Regions from separate parts of the Mus musculus genome. Here regions 2 and 3 are each linked to region 1. The links are chromatin contacts, called in public HiChIP or PLAC-seq and promoter capture Hi-C maps. All regions are on one chromosome and are shown on one strand. The core of a region is the stretch at or near the end of the contact, and the rest is flanking DNA. Distances in the headings are between cores, read along the strand shown.

What was found. HiChIP or PLAC-seq counts read pairs in DNA pulled down with a chosen protein or histone mark. Capture Hi-C pulls out chosen DNA fragments and counts their contacts.
Region 2: a contact with region 1 is called in a promoter capture Hi-C map of adipose tissue. The contact joins two enhancer-like sites. A contact is called at or near these places in 2 of 39 promoter capture datasets (the HPC-7 cell line and hippocampal neurons), 1 of 484 Hi-C or Micro-C datasets (embryonic stem cells), 2 of 115 datasets of contacts at active chromatin or transcription factors (embryonic stem cells and microglia) and 2 of 9 other capture datasets (adipose tissue and pancreatic islet).
Region 3: an H3K27ac HiChIP or PLAC-seq map of embryonic stem cells shows a contact between it and region 1, with 13 read pairs. The contact joins two enhancer-like sites. A contact is called at or near these places in 4 of 39 promoter capture datasets (the HPC-7 cell line, cranial neural crest, hematopoietic stem and progenitor cells and 1 more), 1 of 15 datasets of contacts at CTCF or cohesin (embryonic stem cells) and 4 of 115 datasets of contacts at active chromatin or transcription factors (embryonic stem cells, microglia and stem cell-derived neural progenitor cells).

The regions. Positions count from the first base shown.
Region 1 is chr3:96,575,089-96,578,764 of GRCm38.p6, forward strand. Polr3gl (polymerase (RNA) III (DNA directed) polypeptide G like) reads right to left here. Exons shown (of 8, transcript NM_027241.4): 8 at 2,784-3,500. The coding sequence ends at 3,414. Among named protein-coding and RNA genes, the nearest start is that of Gm15441, 10 kb to the left of the region's middle. Within about 2 kb of position 1,818, at least 381 of the 459 cell types and tissues checked have an H3K27ac peak or open chromatin away from gene starts, as enhancers often do. A contact at or near this core is called in adipose tissue and embryonic stem cells, where this site is marked.
Region 2 is chr3:96,736,385-96,740,060 of GRCm38.p6, forward strand. All of the region lies in intron 1 of Rnf115 (ring finger protein 115), which reads left to right. Among named protein-coding and RNA genes, the nearest start is that of Rnf115, 11 kb to the left of the region's middle. Within about 2 kb of position 1,802, at least 23 of the 459 cell types and tissues checked have an H3K27ac peak or open chromatin away from gene starts, as enhancers often do. A contact at or near this core is called in adipose tissue, where this site is marked.
Region 3 is chr3:96,416,471-96,420,146 of GRCm38.p6, forward strand. No RefSeq gene overlaps it. Among named protein-coding and RNA genes, the nearest start is that of Gm24136, 4.4 kb to the right of the region's middle. Within about 2 kb of position 1,716, at least 18 of the 459 cell types and tissues checked have an H3K27ac peak or open chromatin away from gene starts, as enhancers often do. A contact at or near this core is called in embryonic stem cells, where this site is marked.

The DNA.
Region 1 (3,676 bases), core at 568-3,067:
ACACCCCCAGTTCACACCCTGCTTTATTCTCTACCAGCCCACACCCTTCTTTACTTTCAAAGTTCAAACAACCATAAAAGTAAGTTGCAGAAACCAACTACCTTTCCCTTACCAAACCGCGGTGCCTAATCGCTCCATCCACCTGCCTTCTGGCCTTCAGTTTTCTTTGTTCTCCACTCTCAACCTAAATTTGCTGCATCCAGATCTCTATTTGGTCCTCTCTTAAACCACATGAGTCCTTGCACCTGTTCACCGACTCCCCATTTCACGGGTCCTACCTAAGGAGGTGAGGCCTGGGAGGGTAGGTGTGGAACATGGGTTAGGTTTTCCTGCTGTAAAATCTAGTCTGCAGTCCAGGCATTGGAGCAATTTAGACAATAAGAACTGTTCCTAATGGGTATTATGTACCTGGGTGGCAAACACTGACTAGGTCTATGTAAATTAGTAGGCCAGGCCTCAACTGCTGTGCTGCCTGCCTCTCCAGGAAGAGCGGCTTTGACCCTGTCTGCTGGACCCAGGCTCCAGCCTCTGCCTGTTTGGGAGTGCTTGTGGGAAGTTGGGGAAAGGTCAGTGGACATGGTTTAGCTATTGCCTGGAACCAATTAGGAATTTGGGGAAGCTGCTGTGTCTCGTGTCACTGGCTTTGTCCAACAAGGTCACCTGCCAGGGAAGGCAGGAGTCCAGGCAGGGCAGAGTCCAAGAATGACTTGATATTTATGACACTTTGTCTTTGAGGTAGCATGACTGATCCCAAGTGGTCATTCCAACCTTTGTCCTCCTTTCTCCTGCGCCAGGGGAAAGGCAACGTGAAGGGACGGAACTGTGGAAAGATGGGTGGGGACTAGTGTCCTGCCCTCCTTTACCACCTTTAGTTCGGGATCTTTGGTCCCACCACCAAGTTCCCAGGGATGTGAGTTGGCTCATTCGGTGCTTGCCTCCAAGCCTTGCATGTGAGCCCCCAGACCCATATGGCAGCAGGAGAGTACTGACTCCAGCAGGCTGTCCTCTGGGCTCCCCACACACGCCATTTTGTACACCCTTGGCCAAATAAATGAAATGTTAAAAAAAAAAAAAAAAAAAAAAGAGGAGCATCAGGTGGGCTAGCCTGTGGCAGTGTCTCTCAACATAGACCTGGACTTAAGTAATGAGGGTTAGGATGGTGTCTCCCCTCCACTGTGTGTGCACGGGACAACGTAGGAAAAGACAACAGGTAAACAAAACAGAACCAAACCGTTCAGGATCTTTGTTTTCGGCTGTTTCCTCCCTAGCTACAGTCGCTGGCTGTAGAACTGTGGGAAACCCCAGGGACAAGTCTCCTGGCCCCGCCCTTCCCTCACCTCGGAGAGCTAGAAAAGGAAACACATCAATCACCACAAATTGCTCAATAACTCTGGAATGTTCGCTTCTATTCCTGTTCCCGGCTCTGCTTTCTTGGCTGGGCTTCTATCCCAACACTTGCTACCACATTTAAACGAGGCCTTGAAGGCGCTTCTCCTCCATGGAGTCTAAGCCCCTCTTTGCCCTGTACAATGGGGTCAGAAATACCTGACCTTGGATTTCGGTTCTCTAACCCACGATGCTGTAGGAAATTCGGTCGGCCTGTCTAAAAGCGATTGGGAAGCTTATTGGACGCTTCTCACACAGTCCATCCTTAGACTATGAAATGCTCAGTGGGGCCTCCCGTGGTAGCACGGCAGATGTCTCTGCAGGTCTCCTTACTCTGTTTCTATACTGGACACGCAACTTACTCGTGGCTGTGGCATGGCAAGTGCATGCAACCAATCAGCTCGAGGAAGCCTTCCTTAGAAGCCAATCAGAGGCCAGGGAAGTGACCTCACCCAAGGGAGCGCTGTGTGGGCGAGGAAGCCTCTCTTAGAGCTGAGTGTCCCTAAATCACTCCCTTCCTCCCCACCCTCCTTACTTCCTGGAAGATAACACCGCCTACCCCCTCCCCAAAGTGGAGTGAGAAAGGCTAACTTAATTCCACAAAGGAAAGAACAACAAAAAAGAAGGAGCTGCAAGCCACACCCCGGCTGTCTGTAGAGAACAGTATATTTAGGGAGATCCTAAATATGCCTTTCAAAGTGGGCTCTCCAGGTCCTGGAAGACGGTAAGCTGAAAGCAGTGAGTCACTCCTCTCTCCCGGCCCCTGGCTTTCTGGACTCCCTGCACAAAAATAGCTGCAATCACTCTTTGTAAATAAGGACACCATCAAGGTCAAGTGTGAGAAAGGAGAGGGCTGGTGTCCTGGTAAATGTGCCTGACTATGCAGGCTCATGTCCCTGTGCTGCTGGAGGCCAAAGGCTAGGGTAGTCTGTGGGCGAGCCTATGCTTTCCCCAGCGCTGCTTTCAGACAGCATTGCAGATGAGTTCCTGAATGTCCTCCAAGGGAGAGCTGAGAAGTAAAGGTCAAGGGTCAAGGCGGTCACACACACACACACACACACCCGTGTCACACTGGACACGCAGAGATTTGACACTGGTGGCACAGACCTGGGACCACAGCTAGGGAGGCTGAGACAGTTTCAGGCCTGTTTGGGCTACAGGGTTAAGTTCAAAGCCAACTTAGGCAACTTAGCAAAAGCTCTGCCTAAAAATTCTAAAGCAAATATATAAAAAGAGATGGGGGCATGGCTGAGTGATGGAACACCCGTTTAGCATTTGCATGGCTGTAAATTCAGTCCTCTGAAAGGGGGCGTGGCAGGGGTAAGAATGGCTTGACTGGACACCCCCTCAGCCTTGCCTCCGGCCCTTTCCCAGTACACATCACTCTGTTAGACATGTTAGACAGATACAAACATTTTATTTAAAAGTACAAAACAGGCCTTACTCCTCTTGACTGTTCCCACCCCAAGTCTCCCCTAAACTGTCAACGGCTGCGCATCACAGCCCCCAGGGATCACACAGGTCACCTGGATTCTAACCAATTTTTTCTCAACAGAAGTAAATGCTAGTAAGTCTGCTGTGGTGGCGCGTCCCTGTAATCCCAAGGCTTGGGGGGGTGGGGGGGGGTCCAAAATTCAAGGCCAGCCTCAGCTACATACCGAGTTCCAGGCCAGCTTGAGCTACATGAGATCTTCTCTCAAAAAACAATAACAAAGCTGGGCATGGTGGCGAATGCCTTTAATCCCAGCACTTGGGAGGCAGAGGCAGAGGCAGAGGCAGGCGGATTTCTGAGTTTGAGGCCAGCCTGGTCTACAGAGTGAGTTCCAGGACAGCCAGGGCTACACAGAGAAACCTGTCTGGAAAAAACAAACCAAGCCAACCAACCAAAACAAAACAAAACAAATAACAAAAATAGGAAAACCCCTAAGTACATAGGGATATTTAGTTCCTGTATCTCAAATCAAGAATGATATATGGGCCCAGGTTTTCAGTCTATGGCCCAGGTTTTCAGTCTATGCCCAGGTTTTTCAGTATATGGCCTCATCCATATTGTCATCGCTGTCCCCTCCAAAGTCCTCTCCATTGTCAAAATATGACATGATGTAATCAGTTTCCTGAAATGTAAAAAGAAGCAAAGATCAGGGGTGATGTCAGAGTTTTCTTCTCTTTGTCTCCAGGCTCTTTCTTCTCACACACACCTTTCCAGGTCTGGGACACCTCTACCTGCTGTTACATTCATTCCTTTTCATGCGTATAGGTGCTTTGACTGCATGTATGTGTATACTGCTTT
Region 2 (3,676 bases), core at 552-3,051, 160 kb after region 1:
AGAGTGTCTTATAGATAGCAGCAAGTTTCAGTAGTAGTCAGGCAGAAGCATTGGCAAGTGGCACCCCAATGTTACAGGTCTGAATGCCAGCTTGGGTATTGGAATCCTTGGCTCTTTTCAGAAGGCCATTGTTATAGAACTCAGATATCTGAGATTGGCCTTGGAGACTTCACAGCTCTCTGGAACTTTATGGTGACTGACACCTGCAGGTTTTCTCTCTGCTTCCTTAATAACCATTACCAGCTTCCTGCTCTCCTGTGGTCTCTGTTTCCACTTCCCTTCCTTCTACCTTGGCTCCTCTTAAACTGTTGCCACTGTTAGGAACCAACAGGTAGACAGCCAGGATGCATGAAGGGCAGTCCTGGGTACATATAGAGAATTGTCTAGGAACTGGTACTGTGTGCAGCCAAGATTGCATAGGTGCAGGTATCCCCTCCTACCAAGGCAGGATCTTGTAATTGAATGAGATCCCCAACAGAATCCCATGGGCAGCACAATGTGAATGCAGGTCTGTGGGTGCAGCCAGTGGTTCTGAGATCTCTTTAGGCAGGTGCTTCTTTGCCAGGGCCTCTGTCTCTGCTGTTTCTTCAGCTATTAAATGGTTGTGGGTGTTTTGTACTGGAAAGCCAGACTCAGTGTGCTCAGAAACCAGGTATTGGTCCTATTTAAGCAGACTGTACAGGAACCCAGGATTGGGGATCAGAAGCTGCTTGGAGCTGAGAGGTTTAAGGTTAAGGTCAACCTGGAAGTACAGACAGCACCCAGGTACAAGTTGCACTTCAGGCCCAGTGCCATGATTGTGTTGGTGCAGCTGCCAAGTACTGTGCAACTCTCAGTGTACCCATGGATTGGCTTTGTCCATGGCTGCTTGCCCCTGCTGCATTTCTGTTTCCAGCTGAGCTTGTCCATGCAGTAGAACTCGTTTTTAGGCCTTACATTGGAATACTAGAGGAGGTAGCACAGGAAGGTTCTTAGCAGACTCTGAGTGAACCTGAGCCCCTGTTGTCTATAGTCTGTAGGCTAGGAGATGGTGTTTTCATTGTCACACTGTTTGTTTGGCAGTCCACCTTTCCTCCCACACTAATCAGTCACTGATGCTTTTGTTTTGACCCAATCATCAGTTGTAGTACTGTTTGACTGACAGTGCTTTGCTCAAGGCAACTTAAAGAGAGTGTAAGAATGACTAATTAGTGAGTCAGAGTGTCCTGTCATTAGTGTTCTTGTTATTTTCAGGAAACCAAACATAAGGAAGAGTGCTTACAATATAAACTTAGAGAATTTAGGACTAGCAGCAGTCACAACAGATTTTGAAAGTATTTGACAATGCTCTGTACCTGCCTAGTGCCCAGAGAGAAGTAGGTCTGTCTTAGGAATGGAGCTGCGTAATCTTAATTGAAAGGAAGTACATGGACACTGTAAGGAAAGAGCTTTAAAAAGGAAGGAAGGAAGGACCCTTATCAAAGTAGAAATATTTCAGATTATTCTTAGAGTTTCCAATATGTAAGTTGAGGTTAAAGGCCAAAAGATTTATATAATTCTTTTCTTAATTTGTTGGTAGCTCAAAAGTTTTTTTTTTTTGAAAAGATTTTAAAATTACATTTACTTACTTATTGTGTGTGTATTATACCCTTTGTTTTTCTATTTAAATTTATTTAGTTTATGTGTGTGAGTGTAGTGCATATGTATGTGTGCCATGTGTGTGATTGGTGCTTGCAGAGGTCAGAAGAAGGCATCAGATCCTCTGGAACCTGAGTTAGGAATGTCTGTGAACCATGTGCATGAAGTACCCATGACTGCCAGAAGAAGGCATCTGATCCCTTGGGACTGGAGTTACAGATGGGTTCACTAGGAATCCAAGCTGAGGGTTTCTGGAAGAGCAGCCAGTGTTCTTAACTGCTGAGCTCTCTCTCCAGCTCCTTGATGTAGGGCAGGCTGATCTCAGACTAGCGGGAATCATTGTTGCCTAGAACTAGAATTCTAGGTGTTTACCACCATAATGCTTTGATATGCACCTACACAGTGAAATGATAACCAGTCCTGCTTTGAGTAGTTTCAGATTCCTTACTTTTGATAGCTTAGGCTGTTCAGAAACATGGTTCAATTCTTATTTTGTGGTAAAGTACCTAAAATGGGGATATTCAGAAAAGTTCATTTTGTGTGCTTTTACTTCCCTAACTTCTATAGTATATTTAAAAGTGTGCTTTTATAGAACATATTTTTTGTTTGTTTTGAGACAGTGTCTCATTAAGTAGTTCTGGCTGTCCTTAACTTGTTATGAAGACCATGCTGTCCTTAAACTCACAAAGATCTGCATGTAGCCTCCCAAGTGCTGGGATTAAAGACTGTGCTACCATACCTTTAAAGAGTAAAATTTACTCTGAAAAATGTCATATGTATATAACATGTGTTTTGGGCATATTTGTTTTTGTTATTAAAATTTTTTAAATTTTTTTCTGAGATAGACTTTCTCTGTGTAGTCCTGGCTGTCCTGAAACTCACTCTGTGAAGTACAGGCTGGCTTTCAACTCACAGAGGGCCGTCTGCCTCTGTCTTCCAAGTGCTGTGGTTGCATGTGTGGGGGTATCTTGCCTGCATATATGTATATGCATTGCTTGTGTGCCTGGTGTCCAGGGAGGCCAAAAGAAGGCATTGGATCTCCTGGAACTGGAGTTACAAATAGTTATTAGCTGCTGTGTTGATGCTGGAAATTGAACATGGCTCCTCTGGAAGAGCAGCCAGTGTTCTTAACTGCTGAGCCATCTTTCCAGTCCTCATGTATAATGCATTTTGATTTTATCCACCAACTACTACTTCCCTCCTACTTCCTCCAGGACCCTTTCATCTGATCTCCCTCTAACTTCATGTTTTCTTTTATTATTTTTAGTGGTAGTGCAGTTAGTGTTGACCATATGGTCATTAGTGTGGGCCATTCACTGGGGCATGGGCAACCTACTAGCAGCCACATCCTCAAAAAAAAGTGACTTTCTCCTCAGCTGCTGTCAATTGCCAGTGGTTCCCCACCTCAGAGTTGGACCTCAGGAGTTCTTCCCTAGTCTATGCTGGAATTAAAAAAAAAAAAAGATATATATGTTTAATATATAAATTTTAAATGTGTATGAGTATTTTGTCTGCATGCCTGTGTAGAGGTCAGAAGAGAGTGTTAGATCCTCTGGAACTGGAATTATAGAGGGTGATAAGCCACCAGGTAGGTGCTGGGAGCCAAACCCATATCCTCTGTAAGAGCAGTGTGTGCTCTTAACCACTGAGCCATCGCTCCAGCCCCCAAGATGGAATTTTGACTGGCTTGGTCTTGTACTGGTTTTGTACACAATCACAGCTGCTATGAAGTAGGCATATTGTTAGAGTTGGTGTGTTGTTGATGTTATATGTAGAAGACAGCATTTCTCAGCTTTCCCCTTCCCATGTTCTCTCTCATCTGCTCACTCTTCCTCCTTGTTCTCTGAGCCTTGGATGGAAGAAGCTGACATTCGAGAGCAGCACAACTCTGTGGGTATAAACAACACCTATAGGTTCTTCCCAACTGCCATATCTCTAGTCTCTATTATATTTTAAAAATTAGCTTACAAGCTATTGGGTTTCCATAGACCTCTTTGTCTTGGCTAACCCATATGCTTCTCCTGCTTACTCACATCTCCTACCCTCAACTCCATGCAGT
Region 3 (3,676 bases), core at 466-2,965, 160 kb before region 1:
AAGGTCAGGAAGGCACAGAGGGGAGAACTCACATAAGGAGGTAAAAGATATTGTTGTTGGGTCCAGGAATTGCAACACAAACCACACAAACATGGATCTCAGACGAGGATAGTTTACTGAGCATACGATGCCTCAGAACTGATCCACCAGAGCCACAGTCCAGATCCGGGAACTTAACTATGGCCCTGAGGTAAGATCCTACAGATCCACAAACATCTGTGCCAAGTTATTTCACCAATCAGGATTTGGGGACAGGGAATTTCCTTAGGGACATATCTTTGTTGTACACAACCTGCTCCCATTGTTTGAGGTATTCAACTGTGGCAAGGGAGTTGTCTAACATTCATCTCCTAACTTGTCTACCAGGATAGGACTTGTCTAACATTCTTGTCCTAACATGTCAACCAGGGTGTCACTTACACACGTGCATGTCTCTTTCTGTAGAGCAGATGTCAGTTTCCAGGGAGATCTTAAGAACTTAAACTTTAGCCGGGCGTGGTGGTGCACGCCTTTAATCCCAGCACTCGGGAGGCAGAGGCAGGTGGATTTCTGAGTTCGAGGTCTACAGAGTGAGTTCCAGGACAGCCAGAGCTACACAGAGGAAACCTTGTCTCGGAAAAAAAAAAAAATCTATGTCAGGTTCTAACCCAGGGGCAGCTTGTACCATAACAACTAATACACAGGTACAGGAAGTGCTGTTGAGTGGTTGGTTTGGGTCCGAGCTTATTGTGGGTAACTATACAAAACAATTATATTGGTTTCCAAGGGCACAGAACATAAGAGAACATGCAATCAATCTTGGCATTAGAAACTTTTCTAGTAACAGCAAAAACATGAAAAAGTTTCCTTAAAATGGCAGGCTAACCAAGCAATGTTAGCCTAGGATTCCCCCCCCCCCCCCAGGCAGGGTTTCTCTGTGTAGCCCTGGCTGTCCTGGAACTCACTCTAGACCAGGCTCCAGGCTGGCCTCGAACACAGAAATCTGCCTGCCTCTGCCTCCCAAGTGCTGGGGTTAAAGCCATACCTAGGCTTTCACATTCCATCTAGGCCTTAATATTTTACCAAGGCTTTGTCACTGACTGCTCAAGTTCTGCCTGCAGTGTTAGCACTATCAGCTAAAAACAATAGAGGGCATCGGGAGAAAAATAAAAATTGTTCATTCTTGAAGTGGACTAGGTGTCTTGTGTCTCTGTCTACATCCTCCTCCTATCCAGATCCCCGAGACACCGGTGGCTGTGCTTGCTACGGCACCTGAATTCATTGGAAAGCCATGCAAACAGTCTATGGAGCCTTGGCTGGTTTAGAACACAATAAGTAGACCAATTTGACCTTGAATTTGCTTCAACCCTCCTGCCTTGGCTTCCCTTGAGATTGCAAGAAGCTGGGTAGGTAAGCCACCTCACCCAGCTTCTAATAAATCTAAATTCTAACCATCTTTAAGCCTAGCCCCAAAGCCAAACCTCCCAGTGTCTTCCTTAAGCTTGGATCTGTATTAGACCCTTGGCCAGTGGTACTTACTTTGAGACACCCCCTAGTGAGAAACTGAGATGCGGATCAATGGAAAAGCAAGAGGGTTATTTTCCGGCCTGTCAGGGTCAACCTTCAATTAATCTCTCAAGAGGAATGACTAGAAGGTGACCTTGAATGGCTATTACAAGCAGTTTTTATATTTTCAGGGACAGGTTACATCAGCAAGGTTACAGTCCAAACTTACTGGCTAAGCATACTGACCTTTAAATCTGTTGGCTCTATTTGAACTCTACCTGGTACTTTCCAGAGGGTCAGGTAATTATCAGTCAGTACATTCTGAGAATTTTTTACTCAAGAATGTTCCTGTGGGTGGAGAATGGAACTCGGCCTAGCCTTGACCCCAGGCAGGAGGGGGAAGCTGTAAGGAGGGTGTGGGACTGGAAAAGCCTTTAGAGTCCCTCAATTCCATCACATATTTAAACTCAAATGTTTTTAAATTTTTGGTAAATTTGTCTTGCTGTATTACTTTGTTTCATGATTGTGATTTTGTAAGACCCCTAAAGCTGGGCCTCCGCTCAAGTCCCAGGATGAGCTGGCCAGCACCCCAGTGTCCCAAAAGAAAACCACACCTGATGCAAACTGCAAGAGCTTTTATAATCAGCTTACTGAGGACGAAGTTCCTCCACCATGCAGGGCAGGGGAGTTTGACCCCTAGGGGGCTTTTAACAGCTAGCTGAGGAATTGGGAGGAGTTGGGAAGAGTTGGGAGGAGTTGGAAGGAGAGTTCTTCTTTTCTGGGTGTCCTTGGTGAAATTTACAAGGCAGGAGTGGGGAGTGAGTTCTTTCTGAATTTTTATCTCCGTGTCCTCGGCACACGAAGGCAGGCATCTCTGGTTGTAAAGTATAGAAACAAAAAGGCTTTTTGCTGGCTATAGAGAACAAAGAGCTTCTTTCTGGCTGTATTTTTAAAGATCAGGGAAAACAAGCTTGGGGAACGTCCAGGGGCTTTACCTTCCAGGGAGAAACGCTCGGGGTCCCACAATTTCAACTTAAAGGGGTTGCACTGGTGCTGTTTGTATTCTGATGTTAATTCTGCTTCCTTCAAGAGAAGGCTGCCTGCTCTAGGAGTGTATCCGGTACTCAGGTGATTTCATGGGAACCTTCTCCCCATTCTAACTGGTCCAATAAAGGCTAGAGCCTGTGGTTGGGCAGTGGAAGGGAAAGGTGGGGCTGGAGGTTTTAAAGAGAAAGGGAAGAGAGGAAGAGGGGGAAGGCAGAGGAAGATGGAGGGAGAGGAGAGGAAATGAAGGTGGAGCAGAACCACGTGGTCTGGAGAAGCTGCAAGTAGCCAGAGATCATGTAGCTGGGAATAGAGTAGAGCAGTGGTGAATCTGCCCAGGCTAGGTGTGCGGCTTGTAAATATTATACCCGAGTTGTGTGGTTTTGCATGGGCATATTGGGGTTGGAGATTTACCACGACATTATAGCATTTTAAATTATATACTTCTGTATGCTACTTTTGGATACATACTATGTGACATGTTTACGTAAAAAGGTGCCCCAAACTGCTTCTCTTTGTATCGGTTCTTGCACAACTGAAGTCCCATTACCAAGAAGCAGAGGCTGGACAACCTACTCCACATAATGAGTTCTAGGCCACCCAGGGCTAAATTGTGAGAGGACTTCCAAATAAATAAATTAATTAAAAGGAGTTCTCATAGGAAATCAGTTCAAATTATTTTTAGTTGACAGGACTTAAATCTTGAATGGAGAAATTAAATTAATTTTGTTGGTAAGATGAAGCCATCAGCCTCTCACCTGTGGTGTGTTTAGTTCCACAGCTCACATAGCTGCCTGGGCTTCCAACAACAGAGATGAAGTAGGGCTAAGAAAAGTGATTTCAGGCCCAGGGCCAAACCCAGGCAATGGCTTCGCTCTGCGCTTGGAAGCAGGTGAATCTTGTTTATTGATCTGTGGCCTGGCAACTATCCTGCGATCATCTGTTAACTTGACATGTCCAATTCACTTTTACTGGGTTTTCTTAATGGCTGAGAAATCTGCAAAGGAAAATAGATTGACTTCTTTCCACTGTGGTTGTCGTTTATGTCTTCTTACCCACCTGTCAAACATCTCCAACAACAAAAAATAAACTCAAGCTTTGGTTTGTTTGTTTGTTTTTGGTTTTTTGGTTTTTTATTTAGATTGAC